Regions from separate parts of the Sus scrofa genome. Here regions 1 and 3 are each linked to region 2. The links are chromatin contacts, called in public promoter capture Hi-C maps. All regions are on one chromosome and are shown on one strand. Each heading gives the region's core, a stretch centred on a gene start, on an enhancer-like site or on the middle of the called end of the contact. The rest is flanking DNA. Distances are from core to core; before and after follow the strand shown.

Region 1 (3,955 bases), core at 836-3,335, 630 kb after region 2:
AATGAGGAAGAAAAGGTAGATTTACTTGAAGGAAATGGAGTTGTAGCTTCACGGCCCTTGTGGTGGGCTGAATAACATACCCCCAAAGGTGCCCACATCCTAATCCCCAGAATCTGTGACTGTGTTACCTTCCATGGTTAAAAGGACTTTGCAGATGTCATTAAAGATCCGGAAATGGAGGGATTGTTCTGGATTATCAGGGTGTGCCCAGCATAATCCAAGTGTCCTTATAAAGAGGCGGGAGGGTCAAAGTTAGAGCAGATGCAGAGTTCCCATCGTGGCTCAGTGGTTAACGAATCCGACTAGGAACCATGAGGTGGTAGGTTCGATCCCTGGCCTTGCTCAGTGGGTTAAGGATCCGGCGTTGTTGCCGTAGGCTGTGGTGTAGGTCACAGATGAGGCTTGGATCCCTAGTTGCTGTGGCTGTGGTGTAGGCCGGTGGCTACAGCTCCGATTGGACCCCTAGCCTGGGAACCTCCATATGCCGCAGGTGCGGCCCTAGAAAAGACAAAAAAAAAAAAAAAAAAAAAGAGCAGATGCAAGGTTGGAAGCAGAGGTCAGAGAGAAGAAAGGATGCTACACTGCTGATTTTGAATGTGGAGGAAGGGGTCATGAGCTAAGTAAGGACTATAGGTGGCCTCTAGAAGTGAGAGAAGACAAGGTAACATTCTCCTTAGAGCCTGCAGAAGGAATGCAGCATGGCCAACATTTAACAGTCTCTACTTTTTTTTTTAGGGGCGCATGCTGCATATGGAAGTTCCCAGGCTAGGGGTCGAATCAGAGCTACAGCTGCCAGCCTACACCACAGCCACAGGAATGCTAGATCCGCACTGTGTCTGCACCCTACACCACAGTTCATGGCAACGCCAACTCCTTAACCCACTGAGCAAGGTCAGGGATCGAACCCGAAACCTCATGGATCCTAGTCGGGTTCATTAACCACCAAGCCATGACAGGAATTCCCTCTACATCTTTTTAACTCAAACAAAAGCAGTAATTTATGAAGATGGAGAGATTCATTTGAATAGATGTAATGAATAGGCTCTTGGAGTGTTTGATAAATCAATTAAGGAAAAGTAGAGAATTTATAAACACACTGGGAGAAAGTTGGAATCCTTTGCTGATTTGACACAACTTATAGGCATCAATGAAGATATAAACTCAACATACAAAACCTCAGGGAGTATCTCAATGGCAAATTGGTTAATAAATGTCATCAATTCAGAAAGTATTTAATATTTATGATTAGTTGCTGCATGAGAAAATGTGAAATGCCTGAAATCTTATATGAAAGAGGTTTAATAGAGGTTTTCTCAAATTTGACAATAATCCCTAACATTTACATGGCATTGCCAGGAACAAACTGTTAGGCTGAGTAACAGCCCTTGAAAGATGGACATGAGACCCCCTGGAGGGTGGCTTGGCTGGGAGAGGATACTAGAATTCAGGGGAGGGAGGATCACTGAACATGGCAAGCCTTGGCTGTAGGACTGAACTTGGTAAACTTAAAAGTAAATGAACTTCCCACCACCCACCACATTTTTAGTTTTGGCCGGACACATGTTGGATTTCATCTGGGAATCCTAAAAAGTGGGATGTTTAAGCATTCAAAGCCATTTTGAAAAAAAACTCAGGGTCATATTTTAGAATGACAGCAGCCAGTCATTGGGTGCGTTTTTAGAGACGACTTACCTAAATAATACATCAATTGGGTGCGTTTTTAGAGACGACTTACCTAAATGTCAGCAATTATTAATTGATGCCTACAGCTGTAGGTAAAACTGTCCTTGCCTTTGAAGCCTTCTTTTAGCTGAGAGGTGAAAGACTTCTTTAGAAAAGGACGTGAAAAGTGCAAAATGCTCCTGGACTCAGATCGACGAAACCTTTTTCGGTTCTCTTTCTCTTCTTCCCCTGCCGCAGTTTTGATACTTCGCCTAGTTCAAAGTGGACTCACCTAGTCTTTGAGTCAAAGCGGGCCTAGCCGCCCTGCGGGCCGCCCGCCTCCAGGGGGCGCGCCGGCTGCGGCGGAGCACAGCCGCTCTGGCCCAGCAGGGCGCCCCTCTCGTCTCAGTGGCCGACCCCTCCCCTCCGCCCGCCGCTGCCGTCGCCGCCGCCGCTGCCGCCTCCGCAGTCGCCGCGGGGAAGGTGTCGCTGTCGCTGGTGCTTGGCAACTCCAAGGTACCTGGGCCGTGGCGAAAGCCACTGACATCTCCCCTGCCGTTTGGCCGAGGGCCCTGAGGGGCGAGGGCGCCCTCGGGGAGCCAGGCCGGTCGTGGCGCGACGGGTGGCTTTCTCGCGGGGCTGTGCTGATCCCGAGGGCTGGGAAGGGCCTGCGAGGGTTCTGGGGGCTTGTGGGTAAAGGCTCCGCTGTCAGCCGCGGCTGGCGGGCGTGCGTGCTCGCGGGGCATCGGGAGGTCAGGGGTGCGAGCAGAAGACTCGGGCGGCTGTCACGGCGTCGGGCCCAAAAAGGTGCGTTGTCTCCGCGTTGGCACGGACAGTACGTGGCCGATGACGAGGAACCTGCAGTCTAGTCATACACAGAAGCTGCTGAGATGCAAGTGACCTGTCCCTTTGTCACAAGGCCCTGGGTGCCTGGGTTCAAAGATAGCATTGCTTCTTATTAACAGGTTGTCTTCCAGTAGGGCTCTGCCTCGAGAAAAATATTTATTTAAAATAAATACATATGTATTTTAAAAATAAATGCAAATGTATTTATTTTAGTGTTCAGACTTGGCTACAGAATGTAAGGAGATGAAAAGTACACCATTAAATAGTAACACTTCTCACTCTTTAAAAAATGACAGTGGTACCAAGGGGCTTCTCGCTTAAAGAGTTGTCATATGACTGGTTGTAGGAATTGTAATAGCTCTCTTCTTCAGTGCTTACTGTATGTCATTGTGCTGAGTGCCTTAAAATCTAATATCCTGGTATAATCCTTAGCAACACTAGGAAGTACCGCCATTTCCATTTTACAGAGAGGGAAACTGAGACACAGAGCATCTGACTTGTCCGTGGTCGGACAACTAGAAAAAGGTGAACGGGGGTTTGAACCTCATCTCCCTTACTCCACTGTTCCTGCTTGTTATCTGTCCAAACGTGTTCCATAAGAGTTATATTGGTTTATTAATTTGACTTGTAGCTTGAATTCATTTCTCTTGGCTTAATTTTCATGGCTAAACACAAGAGTCCTATACCAACTCCTTTATAGTTTAAAAAATGAGTGTAATGAGAAAAATGGGAGTGCCATTTTGGCTCAACGGGTTGAGAACCTGACAGAGTCCATGAAAATGTGGGTTTGATCCCTAGCCTCGCTTAGTGGCTTAAGGATCTGAGGTTGCACGAGCTTCAGTGTAGGTCGCAGGTGAGGCAGGGGTGTGGCTCGGATCCCGCGTTGCTGTAGCTGTGGTGTAGGCTGGCAGCTCAGATTCAACCCCTAGCCTGGGAACTTCCATATGCTGCAGGTGTGGCCCTAAAAAGAAGAATGTTTGCTCATTAAGGATAATAGTGATAATGAAGTTAAGCATGGACTGGCCCTCACCATTCTGATACAGTTTGATTCAGAGGTGGGTTTATCTGGTTATTAATGTGCTTCATTACTTTTCCTTATTTGCATTTTGACACAATTTTAATGAGTTCACTTTGTCTTTGCAATGTTATGACAGTAGTGCTGAAGGGAAACAAATTTTTCAATGACAGTTACTATTTTTGAGGATGTAGGAAAAGCATTGGAAAGACTGAGGAGGAGTTAAGAGGTTTTTGACCTGTAATTTAGAGCAAGTTGTGTTCCTTGCTATGTGGAAGAGAAAGAATTTCCAGTTTCTATCAGTGTTAGAAGGGAAGTGGTATTTCCCATTGTGGAAAGAAGTTAGGTACTATAGTGTCCTGAGTCAGCCTTATGGGGATTTAAGAGCTTGTGTATTTTGCATTCCTGTAGCAAATATGTGTTGAGTGCTTC
Region 2 (3,962 bases), core at 1,155-3,654:
TTCTTCTAAGGAGTTCATATCCCATTTGCTGTCACATTTCTAAAACATAAGTGGGACACCAGCTGGTAGTAATGCCAATTCATCTGCCTTTCATATTCTGTTTGTCACGGCACAGATACTGAATCTTAGCCATTCCTTTTTGCATTTTTTCCCCTTTGTATTTCAAATGCCCTAACCATCACATAAAATGACCATATCCTCTAGGTAGTGGTTTTCTACCAGGGGAGAGTCTGACCCCAGAGGACACTTGGTAATGTCTGAAGACATTTTCAATAGTCAAAACTGGAGATGGGGTGCTGCTGACATCAAGAGGGTGATGTTGCCGAACATCCTACAGTCCTCAGGACAGCCCCCAAACAAAGAATGATCTAGCCCAAAGTGTCATTAGCAACCAACATCAAGAAATTCTACCAATAAGGATAAATCTATAAATACATGAACTTTCTGGGGGCAAAGTCTACGGCTTTTACCAAATTCTCAAAGGAGGTACAACTCAAAAATTTAAGAAACACTGGCTCTACCAGATATTTCATCTAGGCCTGGGTAACAAGTGACATGGTAATCCTATTTCACCACAGAAATCACCTATCTAGTTAAAAAGACAGCTTTGCCAATCAGATTTCCCTGTCCTTTTCATCGTCCAGTCTCTTTCATGGCTAGAGAAACACAACTCTTCCAATTTCCTGTCTTTAGGTTTCCCAAGTGCCTCATGTGCTTCCTTCCTATTAGCCAGGTTAATATAATTATACAGTTATGGTGACTTAATAGTTAAGCTATGGCTTCATACATCGATAAGTTCTGCTTTCTTTTCTTTTTTGTCTTCTTAGGGCTGCACCCGCGGCATATGGAGGTTCCCAGGCTAGGGGTCCAATCGGAGCTACAGCTGCGGGCCTACACCACAGCCACAGCAACGCTGGATCCTTAACCCACTGAGCAAGGCCAGGGATCGAACCCGAAACCTCATGGTTCCTAGTGGGATTTGTTTCCACTGCGCCACGATGGGGACTCCCAGTTCTGCTTTCTTGATACACATCAGTTAATCTGATCAATAGCCATTTACTCACCCCCTACTATATTTCATATACTGCTAAGCACTGGGTATGCAGCGGCGAAAATGAGCTTACAATTGAGCACTGGAGAGAGATTAAAATTTGAACCTGTCGTTTAAAACTGCAATATGGAAGGGAGGGTGTGAAAAGTGAGAGGACCTGAAGTGGGGAGGAAAAGGAACGACTGAACAAGTTGTATGCCACCCAAATTCATTAAGCAGTTAACTCCTCCCTGGCTATTTTCAACAATTCTGTGATATATATACCCCGGTCCACCCAAGTTATCCTAGTAACTTGCCATGTATTTACATTCAACTACCATTTCCTGGGCGCTGACAGATAAATTAGGAGAGCGGAGGCAAGGTGAGAATGTCAAATGCCAAGAGTTCCTTTGTTGTTGGATCTGTAGTTCTAATTTGAAACAAACGTGTGTTGGGTGGCGGCGGCGGAGGCGAGGGGAGGGGGGAGGAGGGAAGCAGCAGACTAAAGCCAAGGTCTAAAAGGCCTTTCCAGATAAACAGATTTAATAATTACTAAATCGCCATGCTCTTGATCACATATTGGAAATTAGCCGTCGTGGCCTCTAAGTCAAGTAACACACACGCGCACACACACACACACACACACACACACAATTCCCCCAAATAGTAACAACTGATTAAACTGCTAAGTAGTTAGACTAAAATGGTCAGGGAGGCCTGGCCGGCAATTTTCAGCGAGACACTCAGGCCTGAATCTTGAACTCTCTAAAATTCCCAGATTCGTAGAGTAACCAGGGTTTCCCCGGAAACGAGGTAAAGGGCAGCTGGTGAGCGAACAAAGGCTGCACGTCCCAGTTAAGGGCCGACCAGCCCGCCCGGGCCTCACAGGAGGCGGGGACGGCAGTGCGCCTGGGTGGCGGGCTCCCGGGTCGGCGACCCTTAGCGCCGCGGGGCTGGCGCGCCTCACCGGGACCCTCCCCAGGCTGGGACACAGGAGGGCGCCGCCGAGGTGGGAGGCTCGTGACCTGGGACGCAGGGGCTGAGGCCCGGCCACCGCCCGAATGAGTGAGCGAGCGACTTGTGAATCACACTGCGGGCCGTCACCAGCCAGGACCGAGATCACGCGGGTCCCAGGGCCGGCTAAAGCCGCCCGGAGAGAGCACGCGGCAGGGGAGGGGCACAGAGGACAGAGCGCGACGTCCCCTGCAGTTCCCTTCTCTGAGGGGCCGCCTTCAGCCTGCAGGCCCCGCCTCTCCACTTATGTAATAGGGGCGCGCTGCCATTGGCCCGCGCGGCCGGAAGAGGGGCAGGCGCGCTAGAGAGTGGGGGCGGGGAGGAGGCCTCAGCAGGAAGGCGAGTGGGCGGGAGCAGGGAGAAGCGGGCGGCGCTGGGGCGACTGGGAGAGCAGCGCGGCGTGCGCGAGCACGAGGCGTAGTGGCCTCCCCCAAGGCTGAGGCGGCGGCGGGCGCGCGCGGCGGCGGCGGCGGCGGCGGCGGCGGGTGTGAGGCGCGGGCTGTTGTGCTCTCGGCTCTCCCTTTTCCCCTCCTTGGCGGGTGGAGGAGGTCGAAGCGGTGCTGGACGCGCTCCCCTTCCTCTCCGGCCACCTCCCCGGCGCTCTCGCGCTGCGCGGTCTCTCAGACGCAAGACTGTCCCGGCCCGGGTAAGCGGCTGTGGGGGCGGCGCTGACGCCGCACAGGACGCCCGGGAGCCCGGGTGGGGGCCCGCCGGCGGGGTCGGCGGGAACCATGGGGGTTACCACAGGTCGCGAGGGGCCACCGGCCTGCCCCGCCTCCCGGGGGCGGCCGAGCCCGTCCTGTCCGGCGCGGGCCGCGGAAGGAGGGGAAGCTCGGGCGCCTGCCAGGCCCTGCAGGTGGCCGGGTCGCAGACCGGTAGCCGAGCGGTAACCTTACCCTCTGGCGACAGCAGCTGGCCGGTTTCTCGAGGCCGGGACTCCCCGTGGTCAAGGGGCCGGGTTTCGGACAGCTGAGGCCTCCGGGAGGCACGTCTCGGGCCGGGGTCCGTGGGGAGTGGCGGGTAGAGAGAGACTGGGTGGCAGAAAAGAGGAGGGGGCTCTCTGAGGCTGAAGAGACCGGATCGAGAAGGAAGATGCGCCCGGCTGCAGCTGGGTTCAGCGAAGTGCTGAGAGAAATAGACCTTACGGCTGGTGCTTTCATCCTCTGCCTCTCCAAAACGGATGGAGTTAAAAGCCAGGGTCAGGATGTTGAACACTGCCTGGGCCTCTTCGCTTCACATTCTTAGGGAGGATGATCCTACTTCCTGGATCCAAAATCTTTTTTTTTCCTCTCTTATTTGTTTTGGTTCTAAGAGGGTCTTTGGGGCAGTGCTTAACTTGTTACCTCCGATAAGAGCTCCTCGTTTTGGAAGAACTCGTTATTCGCTCTGTTACTTCCCTCTTTGCAGCCCCCTCCGAGAATCGTCCAAAATAAGAGTTATATTAAAAACCAACTTTTAGGGTTGTACATGACTTCCTGCTCCACAGTTTGGCGCATTTAATCAGGGAGAAGTTATGCTTAGTTATTGCTTAAGGTTTTGTAGAAAATTCGATTGGCTTGAGAGCAAGTCCTAAGTTGAGCTGTCCAAAAGCAGGTGGTTTGTTCGTTTGCATTTCTGCTTTCAGGAAGGAAATCAATGCAGCGTGTTAGAACTTAGGGGCCGATCTTAACACATTTAGACTAATTGAGTTTCCTTTACCTGATGTTAGGCTTTCTATTTCAAAAATAAGAACAGCAACCACAGACGTATTTATTAAAGCTTTCATGGCTTGTTTGTTACTTTTGTTAGATGACAGTGAAAATGGGTTAAATCTATCGTGTAATGTTATGTATTAGAAGAAATTGGAACTGCAAAAGTTAAAAATAATGTGTATTTAATGGCATTCCTTTGTACAGATCCCTGCATGAAAATGTTAAAA
Region 3 (4,130 bases), core at 1,477-3,976, 940 kb before region 2:
TATTCATAAGGTAGGGATCATGTTACTTCCAGATTGACAACTATGTTATCTCTAAATCAGCCACCAATTGCTGACATCCATTCTGGCCCCACATGTGCTCTTCTTCCCAAGAAACATAGATAAAACTCATAGCTGCTCAGAAAGCTAATTTGTGGCAAGTTACAGCTGCTCCTGCACCCCTCTAAAAGAGCAAGTGCATGTTGGCTCCGCTGCTGAGACCCCTGTGCCCATCCTCAACACTGGTGTTTCTAACTATACCACCAGCCAGGAAGGCTGATGCAGCAAAGTCAGGATACAGGAATACTATCATTAACATTTGAATAGTATGGTTTTTCCACTCCCTTCCCTCCCGCATCCTATCTTAAATAGGTTAGACACCCCAACTCTTTCCCCTTGCTCTGTGTTTTCAATGAATCTAAGAAACGTGATTTAAGCAACTCAGTTGAGCCCTTCCATTCCACGACCTCTAGGATGGCCTGTTTAGGAGCGCCATGGGGGAAACCAGGTGAAGGTTTGATGGGACCCCTCTGTATAATTTCTCATTTTTTGGTCTTTTTAGGGCTGTATCCATGGCATATGGAGGTTCCCAGGCCAGGGGTCGAATCAGAGCTGTAGCTGCCAGCCCACGCCACAGTCACACCAATGCGGGATCCAAGCCGCATCTGCAACCTACACCACAGCTCACGGCAACACTGGATCCTTATCCCACTGAGCAAGGCCAGGGATCGAACCTGTGTCCTCATAGACACTAGTCAGATTCGTTTCCGCTGAGCCACGATGGGAACTCCCTACAGTTGTAATTTTCCACCTCATTTAGTGCTTTACGACTAATAAATTCACAAGTAGTAAATCCACTACTTGTTGTGTGGAACTTGTAGGAACTTTACAAGTAGTAAATCCACACAACAATCCTTCAAGGAAGGAATTTTTCTTATCCTACAGATGAAGAAACTGAGTCTCAAAAAGGCTAAGTAACTTGTCCAAGGTAGCACATGCCCACAATGATATGATTCTAGGATTCATGTTCTTTTTCACTAGGCTCATTCACTTTTGTATCTTTAATTCTGAATATCACACCTTGACAAACAGTAGATATATTATTTGATAACTTTAATTAAATAGTAGAATCCTTGCCCTTTATTTGTCACGTGGCCTGTGATAAATTATCCAACTTCTTTAAGACTCATTTTCCTCACAAAACTTATCTTTTTTTTTTTTTTTTTTTTCCAGCTGCAACCCTCACCCCTCCCCACACATGGGCGTTCCTAGGCCAAAGACTGAATCCCAGCTGCAGGTGTGACCTAGGCCACAGGTGCTCCAATGCCAGATCCTTAACTCACTGTGCCACAGCAGGAACTCCCTTAACAATTATTCAAAATTAACATATGTAAACTTTTTTACTCAGCACTTGGCCCCTAGTAGTTGCCTCTGATGTAGGGCAGGTTTGAGAACGAGCTTTCATCATTTTCGAACCTTAATTTTCTACCCTGTTTTTACCATTCTTCACCCAGCGATCCACAAAGCAGGTGCCTGTTGTTCAAGGCCTGACAAGCTTCCCTCGGTATGTCAGCCTCAAACTACTAAAGCAAATCCTTCTCTCACCTCCTTTCTTGTTTAAGACCCAATTATTTTTTTCTTTCCGTGGCAGTCATCTTGAGACAGTTCCCCCCAGAGAGGGGACGAGCAGCAGCCAGTACGCTCGGCCAGCCCACGGGGGTCTGTCCTCCCTCCACCACTGCCTTTTGGCCTTGAGAAGAGCGTTTCGCAGGGAGCGGGGCAACCTCCTACTTTCTGGCGCTGGAAAACCTCGGTCGTTAATCCCAAGCCCGAGTTTCTGGTCTGTAAACGGAGGGACATCCTGAGCCTCCGCGGCCCGGCTGACAGCGCGGCACAGCGCCTGGCTCTTGCTAAGAGCTCGGCAGGTGTCACCACAAGCTTAGGGTGTGGAAGCCGCCTTCAAACTCTGTCCCTGCCTTCCGTCACTCTCAAGCCCCACCGAGCCGTCCCCACACTTTCCCTCAGCCTCTCCTTTTCGGCTAAGGACAAAGCCCGGCAGCCTTTCCTCCTCACTGAGGGTGTAGCGGGGCGGCTCTGTTTTCACCAAGAGCGTGGCTTCCCGCACCGCCACCACTCCACACGCCCAGAGCGCTCTCTCCTCCGTAGCCCCTTCGGTGTGTGGTCCGACAGGCACCTGGGAGTCTCTCAGGACCGGCCGAGTTAGCGCGACATACCGTGTTCCGGAGGCACGGCGAGAGCTAGCTGGGGAGTCTCGAGCTGGAGAGGTGACCTGGCATGTCCCGGCAACCTCTCGCACTGGGCGCCTAGAGCCGGGCGACGCAGGCTGGGCCGAAAGCCCAAGGCGGAGAGCCCCATGCTGCTAGGCTGGGAGGCGAGGCTGGGCAGCGGGGCAGGGCAGGCTCTGCTGAGGAGGCGGGGCCCGGAGCTGCGGCGAGCTCCTTCGGAGAGCGGGCGGGAGGCGGGGCCAGCGGGGAGGGGTCTGAAGAGGAGGCGGGGCCTGAGGGGCGGGGTCTGAGGAGGAGGAGGGGCCCGGAGGCACGGGAGGCGGGGCTGGCAGGCTCAGAGGGGCTTCTCTGGGCTGGTGGGAGGCGGGGCCGGGGCAGTGGAGCTGTGAGAAGTTGGCGGAAACCTAGAGAGTTACTCCGGCCTTGGCAGGAGGTGGGGCCTGCACAGAGGATTGAGGCGATGCCGGCCGAAGTAGGCGGATCCCTGAGGCAGGGGAGGCGGGGCCAGGTTACAGCTAGGATAGTCACGCAATGGGCCGGCGAGAAAACCGGGTAGCACAGTGGAGCGGGGCGGGCAGACAGAAGTAGGAGGGTCTCTGCGTCTGGGGGCGGGGCCTACCCAGAGGACCCGCTGGCCACTTGGTTCTGTCCTAGTTCGAGGTGGCTTGAGGCTCTGGGTTCCCTCTGCTCCGGTAGCTCTGGCGGAGTCTGCGCGATGGGAGACGCGGAAAGGCCGGAAGCGGCAGGGTCTGAACAGGAGGAGGTAAACCTTGCTGTCGCTTCCTCTCCCGCCCCGCAGTCACGCCTGGCCTCTAGAGTGCGGGTTGCTGCTGGGTCCTGCACCTTGCGCAATTTCACTATGGGAAATTCTACTCACTGTCGTCAGAAACCTGGTGTAGGCCCGGCCTCCAGCCTTCGCCGCAGCCTGGTTTCATCTTTTCTAGCGCTAGGGAGGCCGTCCCCAGGGAGGGGTCAGGAGGTAGCTGGGTTTCTGCTCCACTGATCTGCCCCGAGGCTACCCAAGGGCAACGCTCTGAGACTTCAGACCCGAGCGAGGCTCACCCCTTTTTTCCCTTTCCATCCTTCCCTGTTCTGGAGCCCTGGCTGGGGAAATTGAGGCAAATGCCGAGGACTCATGGCATTTACTGGAGAAATGCATGCCATCTCTGGGCTGGTTAAAAGGACTTGGGCTGAGGCTGTGGAAATTGACACAGGTGGATGGGGTGACGATAATAGGCAGAAAGGCGTCGAGAAATCCTCCTAACAATGGAAATGATCAGTTGGGCGGCCAGTTTTGCGCAGACCTGGCTAAAGTAGCTATGAATCTTTGGGGTATCACTTTTTTTCATGTATTCAATGGAAGTGATGCTTTCCCTCACAGAGGGTTAAGCAAAAAAAAGCTTTATGCAAAGTGCCACGGAAGTTGGGGGTACATAATAAAACCATGAGCCATGTTAATCTGCTCTACTTCTATATTAGTAGAGGTACATAACAGTAAGCTGGGATTCGGTAGACTGTAGGGTTGTAGGGTAGTTCAAATTGTGCTGTAATTTTCATACCGTGATATTTTGTAAATACTTTTAAACCTGTTGCTGTGTGTAGTATCTTTGATTGAACAGAGTTTCAGTTCTCAGTGACTCTTGCTTAGCTCTAAACTTCTTCAGAAAATTGTAGATTCAAGATTTGGGATTTGATTTTGTAGACATTTAGTAACTATATATATTGTAAATATCCCTCAAACTCTTTATTTCCCTTTTGAAATAAATAATTTAGTACCACTCCCCTTAGACTAATGGGGCAACTCAACTATTTTGTTTGTGCTAGTAACACCAAAAGAAGCTAGTCTTAGGTTATTCAGACCTAAGACCTGGAAGTTAAATTTTACTT

What was found. Promoter capture Hi-C pulls out the DNA fragments that hold promoters and counts their contacts.
Region 1: a contact with region 2 is called in a promoter capture Hi-C map of fetal skeletal muscle, with 5 times the contacts expected there. The contact joins the promoter of ANKRD46 here to the promoter of ZNF706 in region 2. A contact is called at or near these places in 1 of 5 promoter capture datasets (fetal skeletal muscle) and 1 of 2 datasets of contacts at active chromatin or transcription factors (alveolar macrophages).
Region 3: a promoter capture Hi-C map of liver shows a contact between it and region 2, with 4 times the contacts expected there. The contact joins the promoter of RRM2B here to the promoter of ZNF706 in region 2. A contact is called at or near these places in 1 of 5 promoter capture datasets (liver), 2 of 47 Hi-C or Micro-C datasets (heart right ventricle and liver) and 2 of 2 datasets of contacts at active chromatin or transcription factors (alveolar macrophages and skeletal muscle).

Annotation. Positions count from the first base shown.
Region 1 is chr4:36,398,553-36,402,507 of Sscrofa11.1, forward strand. It overlaps ANKRD46 (ankyrin repeat domain 46), which reads left to right and starts at 2,086. Exons shown (of 5, transcript NM_001243356.1): 1 at 2,086-2,178.
Region 2 is chr4:35,765,683-35,769,644 of Sscrofa11.1, forward strand. ZNF706 (zinc finger protein 706) reads left to right here and starts at 2,405. Exons shown (of 4, transcript XM_003481371.3): 1 at 2,405-2,690.
Region 3 is chr4:34,821,143-34,825,272 of Sscrofa11.1, forward strand. RRM2B (ribonucleoside-diphosphate reductase subunit M2 B) reads left to right here and starts at 2,727. Exons shown (of 10, transcript XM_021089040.1): 1 at 2,727-3,006. The coding sequence starts at 2,959.